Regions from separate parts of the Sus scrofa genome. Here regions 2, 3 and 4 are each linked to region 1. Evidence: chromatin contacts called from public HiChIP or PLAC-seq and promoter capture Hi-C data. All regions are on one chromosome and are shown on one strand. Each heading gives the region's core, a stretch centred on a gene start, on an enhancer-like site or on the middle of the called end of the contact. The rest is flanking DNA. Distances are from core to core; before and after follow the strand shown. Region 1 holds the start of ZCCHC8 (zinc finger CCHC-type containing 8). Region 2 holds the start of DDX55 (ATP-dependent RNA helicase DDX55). Region 3 holds the start of SBNO1 (protein strawberry notch homolog 1). Region 4 holds the start of C14H12orf65 (probable peptide chain release factor C12orf65 homolog, mitochondrial).

Region 1 (2,614 bases), core at 64-2,563:
CTCTATCTCTAGTAATCATTTATTCAAGTTTGTTAAGTCAGATCCTGGCAAATAATTCACAACCCTTTCCTCTCCTTCCCCATAACCCTTGAGTTATCTCTGTTCTTTATTTTTCAAATATCCTCTATTAAATACCAACTCTCCACCACTTGCCACTACCTAATCTAACATTTGTTGATTTTATTACAAAAATCTATTCCATCTGTCTCCTAGACTGCCACCAATTCTTTTCCTACCATGCAATCAGGACCATCCTATCAAAATGTAAATTTGTAGCTCACAGACACACCACCTGTTTAAAATGCTTACCAATTTGGGGATGGGAAGAATGAATATGCCTAATATGGTCTCTGAGTACTGGCCTAATTAACGTTCCACCCCGGGCCTCCTCTTGCTCCACTCTGCCTTTTCATACGGAATTTTTTTCCTTTTTTTTTTTTTTTTTTTTTTTCTTTTTAGGGCCACACTTAACAGCATATGAAATTCCCAGGTTAGGAGTTGAATTGGGGCTGTAGCCGCCTATACCACAGCCACAGAAATGCCGGATCTTTAATCCACTGAGCAAGGCCAGGGACCAAACCTTTCATTCTCATTCTCATGGATGCTAGTCGGGTTCGTTACTGTTGAGCCACAAGAGGAACTCCCTATTTTGCTCACTCTTGCATTCTCAGCTCCTAGAACAGTACCTGGCACACTGAATGTGGTAAATAAATGTTACTGAATGAATGGGTGATTGAAGGAGAAACCACCAAAAGCCACAACAGACAAAGCTAAAGTAACCTAAAGCTTGAGCTTCATGGAAAAAAAAAAAAAAAAAAAAAAAAAAAAACCAACCAACTGAAGTAGCTTCTCCAAGATTACAAATGTATCCTATGGCAAAGCTGGAGTTCCTTATTCTCTAGTTTGGCACGCAACCACAACATGTGATAAACCATGCATCGTGCTCTGATTTTTTTCAGCCTTAGATACATAACAGGGACAACTCGTAACATTTTGATCTAGTTGGGCTTTCTTCACGTTTTAAAAGGACCAATCCCAGTATGCAGTGCAAACAATGAGTTAACAGTCGCTTAGAAACCACATGTCCCAGCATGCCATGCTTCGGAGCAATCTCAGAGGTGGGTCTGAGGAAACGCCGTTGCATTCTGGGAGTTGTAGTCTCACAGGACTGGCCCGCCCCTTGTGCAGCTCCGGCGGCCTACGTTTAGGAGGAAACCCTACTGGGTGGCTTAGATCGGCCGGAGCCGGGAGAGCGGTGCCGCCCAACAACCTTGGCCGCCGGCCGGGTGGCCAGCTCCGCCTCTTCTCGTGTCTTTTCCCACAGCCCAAAATGGCGGCGGAGGTGGATTTTGGCGATCTAGAGCTGTTCGAGGCGTTTGACCACGCCGAGGAGTCGATTCCGAAGCCCGTTCACACCCGCTTCAAGGAAGACGACGGCGACGAGGAGGATGAGAATGGAGTCGGCGACGCGGAGCTCCGGGAACGGCTTCGGCAGTGCGAGGAAACCGTCGAGCAGCTCCGCGCCGAGAATATCCTTCCCCTCGCTGGGCCGTGTCACCCGGGCGTGTGGTGGGTGCGGTGCCGGGAAGAGCGCGGGCGGAAATTCCACCAGGGCCAGAACTCAGGCTGAGAATCTAGGGTTCAGATTGCGTAAACTGTCCCCCAGGCCTCGGCGCGGGACCTCTCCCTTAGTGGGATGCGTCTCCTGGACTTGATTCGCGCCTCCCGCCCCCCCCCCCCAATTCCGGGGCCGGATTTTAGGGTTATTTCGGACAGTTTCAACTGTTAAATTGTAGGCTCTTCACCACTTGTCTTCCTCTCTTTGGAATCACTACCCGACTTCATTTTCTGCAGCCCAGCTAAAGTTGATGAAGCCGTGTTATAGTTAGGAGATACCGGCTGTTTAGACTTTGGCGCAGATCTGTCTTTCCAGTGGGGCAGAAGTGAGGGGTCCTGGGATGTAGAGTCGGGGCCCTTAAGGGTTCGAAGCGCGGAAAGAAAAATGGTTAATTGCTTGAAGAACATTGAGGATTCATTTTAAAGTTCTTCCACTTTAAAATAGCTTCCGTGGTGAAGATGTATTGCAAAGGTTTAGAGAAGACGCGCCAAATCAGTTTCCGTTTGTCTTTAGTTTACAGCCTTTCTAGCAAGATGTGTGACTGTTTTTTCACATTCTTAGAGGGTTTTTGTTTTGTTTTACTATTCATACAGATAACTTTGGTTCAGGTAGTTTTGCTAATGGAAAGATCCCTGAAAGCGGTTGGTAAATCATCTTTTAAGGTTTAAGAGGTCATTTTTTATAATGCCTTTTTCCTCAACATTTTATTATGAGAAATTTCAAAATACAGGAAAGTTGAAAGGATTTTACAGTGATCTTTACAGAGTCCATCCTAGCTTATTAGGTCCTTAACAGTGTCTTATGCTGCATGTACTTTATTTGAATAATCATGATGCTGCTGACTTGGACAATTATCTTTAGTGAGTGGCTGTTTAACTTCTGACAGGACACCGTTGTCTGAATAACGTTTTTGGTTGTCTGTTAGTCTCTTTTGAACTGCATGAACCTGCCTTAGAAAGATCACGTTTAAAAGGATGAAAATGATGTTTTAGTTTT
Region 2 (2,614 bases), core at 51-2,550, 880 kb before region 1:
CCCCCGCCCCGCGCGCCGAGGGCCCTCCTCCCCACCGCCCGCGCTGAGTACCTGCACCGGCGTCATGTACGGAAAACCCAGCTCCTGCAGCACATCCAACACCCGCGGGTGCAGCGGCACGGGTAGCGACTCCCAGGAACCCTCCGTCACGTGCTCCATGGCTCTCTCCGCCACCGCATCTACCACTCGGACTTCTCCCGGGCGCACTTCCGCTTCCGGCTGCCAACTGGGCCGACCGGGAACCGTGCTGCAGTCGCATAGTTCCGGGAGGGCAGGAAAGGCGCTCTGGCCGCTAGAGAGGAGAAAGAGGGCCTCCCGCTAATGAAAGTGGACAGAGGAGGGCCGGGCCGTAGTTGTGTTATCTGTTTAGCGCAGCCACTTGGGCTCGGGGCGTCTTTCCTACCGAACAGGCATTTGGGAAGAGGGATTTTGCCTCGGCTTGCACACTTTCCCCGCTTGTCGGAGGCAGGTGGCAGCATGACATAACTGTCCAAAGGACAGGACCGAGTCCAATGAGGCTGCAGAGAGTAGTCGGAAATGTACCCCATTCCCGGAGCCCCGGGTTAACAGATACGCAAAAGAGGCTGTGGATGGGGGATCCACTGCCTAGTGTGTAACAAATGATTTACTTCCAAGAAGTTAGGTCAAAGACCTAAACACGAACTTTGTATCTTACTCCTGTGTTCAGCACTGGATTGATTGACTCCTCCACGTACAGTCAGTCAGCAAGCTTTTACTGACCAGTTATTATGTGCTGGGCCAGTATCTTCGGATTGGCTTGTTCCCTGACAACCATCAGGACTTTTCAAATACCATTTCAGTGAAGTCTTCCTTCCTAATCACTAAAACTACTTACCCTACTTTATTTTTTTCCCATAGCACTTAACCATTAATATGCCATATAATTTACCTATTAGGTCAATCTCCCCCACTAAAAGGTGAATCCCACGATGGGGATTTTTCTCCGTTTTCTGTATCTCAGTGGCTACAACTGGTAGCACACAGCAGTCAGTTGGGGATGAATAAATGAGAATAGTACTCAGGCACCTCAAACTAGACAAAGTGAAAGAGAAAAGCCTGAGGCAACATTTTCATTTAATGTGATCATCACATCCTCAAAATGCCTTTGACAACTGTTTGACAAAATAGGAATTCCGGACAGGTCTGAAAGCAAAGACAGAGGGAAAGAGTATAGCTGAATTTGCATTTGGGAGGTCTATTTACTAATTTTTTATCTAGGGACCTAGGACACTTCCCAAGCTTTCTTTTCCCCATCTTTTTGTCTTTTTAGGACCAAACCCGAGGCGTGTGGAGGTTCCCAGGCTAAGGGTACAATTGGAGCTGCAGCCACCAGGCTATACCAGAGCCACAGCAACGTGGGATCTGAGACAAGTCTGCAACCTACACCACAGTTCATGGCAATGCTGGATCCCTAACCCACTGATCAAGGCTAGGGATGGAATCTTCGTCCTCATGGATGCTAGTTGGGTTCGTTAACCACTGAGCCACAACAGGAACTCCTTTTTTTTTTAATGGTCACATCCACGGCATATGGAACTTCCCAGGCCAGGGACTGAATCTGAGCCATAGCTGCAACCGTCGCTGCAAGCGCAGCAACGCAAGGTCTTTTAACTCACTGTCCCAGGCCAGGGGTTGAACCCAAGCCTCCGAAGACAGGTTCTTAACCCATTGCACCATGGCGGGAACTCCTAAGCATCTTTCTCACTTCCATGAGAATTATAATACCACACAAGATAATGGAGGTTTTGACAACTAAATGATACAAGAGTTTATAAAGCGCTTAGCATTACACCAGGCGCATCACACAGTGGTGGACAGAGTAGTTTCATTACTAGCAGCCCTTAGTGTAATAGAGGAAGCGGAACCATTTCTAGAGGCAGAGATCTAGATTCTGGTCCCATCAATCACTCTTCATCTGGGAGCCTTGGGCAAATCATTTAATCCCTTTTAAACTTATTTTTCACATCTATAAACCAAGTGATTGAGTGAAAATAACTCAGTTGGGTTTTTTCCCAAATGAAAAAAATACTTAAGATGTTAGCAATGACCCACCAGGAGTTCCACTGGTGGCACAGTGGAAACAAATCCAACTGGGAACCATTAGGTTGCAGGTTTGATCCCCGGCCTTGTTCCATGGGTTAAGGATCTGGAGTTGCCCGTTGCTGTGAGCTGTGGTATAGGTTGCAGATGCAGCTCAGATCTGGCATTGCTGTGGCTGTGGTGTAAGCCAGCAGCTGTAGCTCCGATTTGACCCCTAGCCTGGGAAACTTCATACATCACAGGTGAGCTCCCCGACACCCAAAAAAAAAGAAAGAAAAAAGAGAAGAAAAAAACAATGACCCATTAAAGAAGCCACACAGGGAAACCTAAAATTAGGTTCCTAATCACTATCCTCAATATCCTAATCACTATTTTTTATTCACAGACACAAAAAATGCAGATATTTATGAGGCATCATTACTGAGAAAATATAACTTTATGAGGCATCATTACTGAGAAAATATGATTAGAAAGTTGGTATTTAACAAATGTGAATTAATCATTAATATATAGGAGTTCCCATCATGGCTCAGTGGTTAATGAATCCAACTAA
Region 3 (2,614 bases), core at 49-2,548, 710 kb before region 1:
GTATTTCTTTCTTTTCATAACGTGACAGATTTGTAATTGCTTGTTTGCCATCATCTACACTAGACATAAACCAGGCTAGTGGAATGTAGGGAACAAGACAGATGAAGGCCTTGTTCTTATGGAACTATTATTATTATAAGGGGTCAATCTGAGCTGTAGCTGCTGGCCTACACCACAGCCACAGCAATGTGGGATTCGAGCTCCCTCTGCGACCTATACCACAGTTCATGGCAACACCAGATCCCCAACCCACTGAGCGAGGCCAGGGTTGGAACCCGCATCCTCATGGATGCTAGTCAGATTCATTTCTGCTCAGCCACCACAGGAACTACCCCCCCCCAACCTTCATAGGTTTTTAATGTGCGTGTGAGGATTAAACAAAGTAACAGTAGCAAAGTGATTTGTTGGCATTTTAAAATGTTTATTTACATGCATACATATATAATGCATATTTATGTATAAAAACACTAAGTTGAAAGATTCATAATTATTCTCTCCATGACTACTTTTTTTCCTTTCCTCTAGCCCCTTACTGTCTCTTGAAGAGCTCACACCTTAACAACTAAGTGTTTGAATGACTAGGTCTGCTTTGAGCTCAAGGCGACAGCAAAGCGACCGCCAGTAGGGGGCAAGAATCACCTAGGCGTGCCTATTACCTAAGCAACGGGTTCAAACAGCATTCTCAGAATGACTTTACAAAAGGGTTACCAAGAAGTTAATTTGTTTATTCTGTTAGATCACTTAAAAGTAGTAGCAATAATAATCATCATAATGGATAATACAAAAATAAGGAAGTGAGAGGCGGTAGCGACAGATATGCAGCAATCATTAATTCAGAGCAATAGTTTGTTCAGGTTACCAGGTGTGTGTGTGTGTGCGTGCGCGAGAAAAAAGGAAACCGAGCTGACTGCGCTCTCACTCATTAGGATATGATTGTAGCAGTCGGAGCAGTAGAGGGGCTCCGAGTTCCTTGCGGTCTCACATTGAATAAAGTGCTTTAGGAGAGCCTAACAAGAAATCATTACGAGAATTTCTTGCTAGAATTAACTAAGGTAACGAGTTTTTCAAAGTGACAAAGACGCCACTAGGTAACTTCCTGAGCCATAGCCACGCACCAAAAAGGTTTCGAAAACAGCTTCGAGCCCCTCCTTGCCCGACGTTGAAAGCAGGTGTGGGACGCATGCGCACGGCCCACCGGCTGACCTGCTCGGGGCAACCCAGAACAGACCTTCCTCCCGACATGCCGCGAGGGAGAAAAGGAGGGGAAAACGAACTCTCGCGATTCTTTCAAACGCCGGCGGAAGCAGTAGACACGTGACTCTCCTAGGCGGCCTTCGTCTTCCCCCCCTCCCCCTTCTCGGAAACCCGGCCCCCTCACCCCTCGCCCACCCCGGAGCCGCGATAATGGACCGTTTGGGTTCCAGAATTCCTTTGGATTCAACCACTGGTACAGGGTCGGCGGGAGCCGGTGGAGTCCGTGCTTGGCGGAAAAGGCGGGGGGCGGCCAAGATGGGGGGGGAAATCATCTTCCTTCACCTAGGAGAGAGGCGGGGCGGAGAGAGGGGCTGGGGTTTGCGGTGGGGGGGGAGGGAGGAAGTCACGTGGGTCCTGCGGCGCGCGCTGCGTGCGCGCGGCGCCTCATCCGTCGCCCCACCCCCTCCCGGTGGGGCGGGGGGGGTTGGGGGAGGGGCGTCAAGATGGCGGCGGGGAGGTAGGCAGAGCCGGACGCTGCTGCTGCCGCCGCCACCGCCGCCTCCGCTCCAGTCGCCTCTGGTCCTTCAAGCTGTCGCCGCCCGGGAGAAGGTGTTCCAGCGTCAGATCCTGTGGGGAAAGTAAGTCCTCCCTGTAGCCCTTTTATGTCTCCACACTCCTCCTCCCGGACAGCCTCCCACTCCCACCCTCCTCAGGGGGCCGTGTGGGGCCAGGCTGGGGGGGGCCGCCACCTCACCCCGGCTTCGGGCCTCCCGCGCCCCTCGCTGCCCTCTCAGCTGCGTGCCCCGGGGTCCTCGGAGGCACGGTCCCGGCCGCGGCCCCGACGCGCTGGCTTCCTCCGTCGGTCAGCGCCGGGCCCTGCGGTCGCCGCGCGTGGGGCTGTCGGGCTCCTGGGGCCCCGCTGTCCCAGACCGAAGGCACCCCGTTTGGGCGAGGAGGCAGCGTTTGCGGACGCCAGCTCTGGCTCTGCCGGGATCGCCCCCCGTGCTCCCCCGTCTCGACCAGGGGATGCGAGGTCCCGGACTCGTAGGAAAGTGAGCTCCACAACCCTTCAAAAGTCTTCCGCTGGAGGATTGCTTTGGTTCGGGGCGAGTGCGGAAGGCGACAGGGTTGCCCAAGATGTGGACCCCCACACCTACGGTTTGCTTGTTACCTTGCTCTCAGGGCAGTAGGGACGGTACGTGGGACACGTGGGGCCACCTTCACGCTTCACCCAGTGATTAGGTTAATTTTGCCTGGAGCTTGTTCGCTCGCCTCTTGGACCCTAAGTAAGAATCTATAGGGAGGGAAAGGCGGTCCGGGATTTGCTTACTTTGAGAGCGTTTGGCGTAACGAGCATCTAAAGTTCCCCAAACCAGTATACGCTGGTGGTTTCCCAGAAGTGGTTTGGGGTCGGTTTAAC
Region 4 (2,614 bases), core at 76-2,575, 610 kb before region 1:
GTTACTGCTGAGCCACAACAGGAACTCCCCCGTTACTTGATTTTGGACTTAACATTTTTCTTGCAAGAAAACATACCTCCCTCTGCCTAGAACTGTCTCAGGAATTCCCGTTCCCATCTTTCTGTGAGTGCAAAATTCTCAAATAGAAATTTTGTAACCAACTGAAATTAGTGATAAAACTTTTGTGGGGGGGGGGCTTGAAACATGGTCACTGAAAAGAAAGCCATGTGCTTAAAAATAATTTGATTTGGGAGTTCCTTGGAGGTCTAGTGGCTAGAATTTGGCTCATTCACCGCCTGGGGTTCAATCCCTGGTCTGGAAGCTGAGATCTTACTTCAAGCTGCTACAAGCAGTAAGCTAGAAAAAAAAAAATTTTTTTTTTTTTAAATTTTGGTTAAGTATTACACATACAGTACTGATTGGGGATTTACACAACTGGGGAGGGAGGATTTCATTTATTTAAACTTGAAATGTTTCACACATGGAGTTTCGGGTAGACTGAATTTTTACTGTTGAAACAAAATTCTAGGTATTCTTAAGAGGCTCAGATCAGATGGAAGGTCTCTTCACAGATTTGCTATTCCAAGGGCAAATATCTTCTCCATCCTGGCTTCTCAACGACAGGGCTAGCAAAGTCCCTTTCTTGTGTGCTCAGGTCACCTGAAGGGAAATCTAACAGCTAGAAGTACCTTAAAGGTTAAGAACCTTTCGTCTGAAGAATAAGAACTGAACAGCGCGTGTAAGACGGGCTGGGGGCCCACGGGGAGGGATGCGGGTTCTCCTTGGTCCTTTCAAAGGACTGGCAAGAGCAGAACACCCACCATGCCTGAAATAAGCCCTGCTGCGCACTAACAGCTCCCTAAGGCTCTGCCTAAAGAGTAAATGAGCATCGCTCATGTGCCCTCGGGCCTCGGTGGAACTGTTTTCTCCACAAAAGTGGGCTCTCCTCCTCTCCCACTTCAGGTCCGAGAAGAGCCCTTGCCAATCCCCACAGCCTAGGGTAAACCAGGTTCAGGGAAAATTTAGCTCAGGTGTCTGGGCTGGCCTCAGGTCAATGAGCTGAGCGATTCAGGGTTGCGAACTGGGAAACTCAGGGGCACTAGTTCCCAGTCCTCTCTAGGAGCCCCTGACGATCGTGGGCAATCGTGGTACCTGGCTTCTCTGCAGACGCTTACCTGACCTCAGGACTGGCCTCCCGCCACCAATGTTCTGGAGGAACCGGAATCATCGCAGGACCGGGAAAGCAAACGCGATCCCGGGCCTGCGCACGCGCGGTATTCCTGCCGCAGCCCCCGCTCACCTGAGTCCCTTCATCTTACTAACTGCGCATGCGGGAAACAGAGGCTACTTTCCCGCGTAGCTGCAGTAGGTTCCCAGAGAGCCAATCAGATGAGAGGACCTGACAGCAGCCCCGCCCCCTCTCTTTTCTCAGGCATCCGACAGCCACTTCCTTGGGAGTTGGGGGACTGGCCTCTGGAAGTCGACGCGCTGGCCGCGGCTCGGCCGTCTCCGCCCCCTTCCGGGCAGCCAATTGCATCTAAGACGTCTGGCGCGCGCACGCTCCCTCGAGTTTAACGGTCGCGAGAGGCCGCTCGCCCGATCGTAACATCAGCAGTGAGAGCCGGGGCCAGGTAAGCGGCCGCCGGCCTGAGGGGAGCTGCCAGTCACGGGGGAAAGGGGACGCGATATCGAAGACACCAACTCAGCGGACCCTTGGGTGTGCTGATGGGTTAGGGCGGGGGTAGCCGACGGTCAGCAGAAACCACCGCAGCAAAACCAGCGGGCGTGTGGGGCTTTGCCTGCGGACGTGAGCCTTTTCTAGACTCTGTGCCCTTGAGTGACATCCTCACGGCCCAATCGCGGAGCACCTCTTCCCGAGGGGCGGGGGGCTTGAGGGATTTCGCTTTTCTCCCCCCACACCCCCCGCTCAGCTTCCTCTGCTTACTTTTGGGGGATTATAATTATAGTTTATTGGTTGGAGCAGTGGCTTTAACTCTGGCCTCTCTACTGTCTACAGTTGAGGCGACTGCGTGGGTCCTCCCTCGCCTTCCTACTTTAATCCGAGAGCCGCCAGCAGCAGTTGCGGTGCGTCTGTGAGCACGAGAATGTCAGGATCTGGCCTCAAAACCTGAAATCATCCCTTCCGTCCCCCTTCTCAGGTTCCCAACAAAGCAGAACGCCTCGTTAACATATTCTCAGTGAATCAGTTGTTCTTTTCCCCGTTAACTCCTTTTTTTTGCTAGGAGCTGGAGACATCAAAAGCATCATATTTTGTTGCTGGAAGATACAAAAATGTCTCAGTTCTTATATACATTCTCCAGCAGCTTTTTAAAATTTTGCATTGTGTATCGGTTTTTTATCTTTTTAGGGCCGTACCCACCGCATACGGAGTTTCCCAGGCTAGGGGTCGAATTGGAGCTGCAGCCACTGGCCTAGGCTACAGCCACAGCCAGGCCAGATCCGAGCCCCGTCTGCGACCTACACCGTATGTCCGGATCCTAAACGCACTTAACAAGGCCAGGGATCGAACCTGCGTTCTCACAGTTCCTAGTCAGATTCCTTTCCGCTGAGCCACGAAGGGAACTCCTATATCAGTTTTTTAAAAATTTATCTC

What was found. Promoter capture Hi-C pulls out the DNA fragments that hold promoters and counts their contacts. HiChIP or PLAC-seq counts read pairs in DNA pulled down with a chosen protein or histone mark.
Region 2: an H3K27ac HiChIP or PLAC-seq map of skeletal muscle shows a contact between it and region 1, with 8 times the contacts expected there. The contact joins the promoter of DDX55 here to the promoter of ZCCHC8 in region 1. A contact is called at or near these places in 1 of 5 promoter capture datasets (fetal skeletal muscle) and 1 of 2 datasets of contacts at active chromatin or transcription factors (skeletal muscle).
Region 3: a promoter capture Hi-C map of liver shows a contact between it and region 1, with 4 times the contacts expected there. The contact joins the promoter of SBNO1 here to the promoter of ZCCHC8 in region 1. A contact is called at or near these places in 1 of 5 promoter capture datasets (liver) and 2 of 2 datasets of contacts at active chromatin or transcription factors (alveolar macrophages and skeletal muscle).
Region 4: an H3K27ac HiChIP or PLAC-seq map of skeletal muscle shows a contact between it and region 1, with 4 times the contacts expected there. The contact joins the promoter of C14H12orf65 here to the promoter of ZCCHC8 in region 1. A contact is called at or near these places in 1 of 5 promoter capture datasets (liver) and 1 of 2 datasets of contacts at active chromatin or transcription factors (skeletal muscle).

Annotation. Positions count from the first base shown.
Region 1 is chr14:30,263,210-30,265,823 of Sscrofa11.1, forward strand. It overlaps ZCCHC8 (zinc finger CCHC-type containing 8), which reads left to right and starts at 1,314. Exons shown (of 15, transcript NM_001190154.1): 1 at 1,314-1,529. The coding sequence starts at 1,331.
Region 2 is chr14:29,387,485-29,390,098 of Sscrofa11.1, forward strand. DDX55 (ATP-dependent RNA helicase DDX55) reads right to left here and starts at 1,301. Exons shown (of 13, transcript XM_003359086.4): 1 at 52-1,301. The coding sequence starts at 159.
Region 3 is chr14:29,557,805-29,560,418 of Sscrofa11.1, forward strand. It overlaps SBNO1 (protein strawberry notch homolog 1), which reads left to right and starts at 1,299. Exons shown (of 31, transcript XM_021073996.1): 1 at 1,299-1,832.
Region 4 is chr14:29,657,581-29,660,194 of Sscrofa11.1, forward strand. C14H12orf65 (probable peptide chain release factor C12orf65 homolog, mitochondrial) reads right to left here and starts at 1,326. Exons shown (of 4, transcript XM_001928287.6): 1 at 1,176-1,326. MPHOSPH9 (M-phase phosphoprotein 9) reads left to right here and starts at 1,448. Exons shown (of 24, transcript XM_021074060.1): 1 at 1,448-1,631.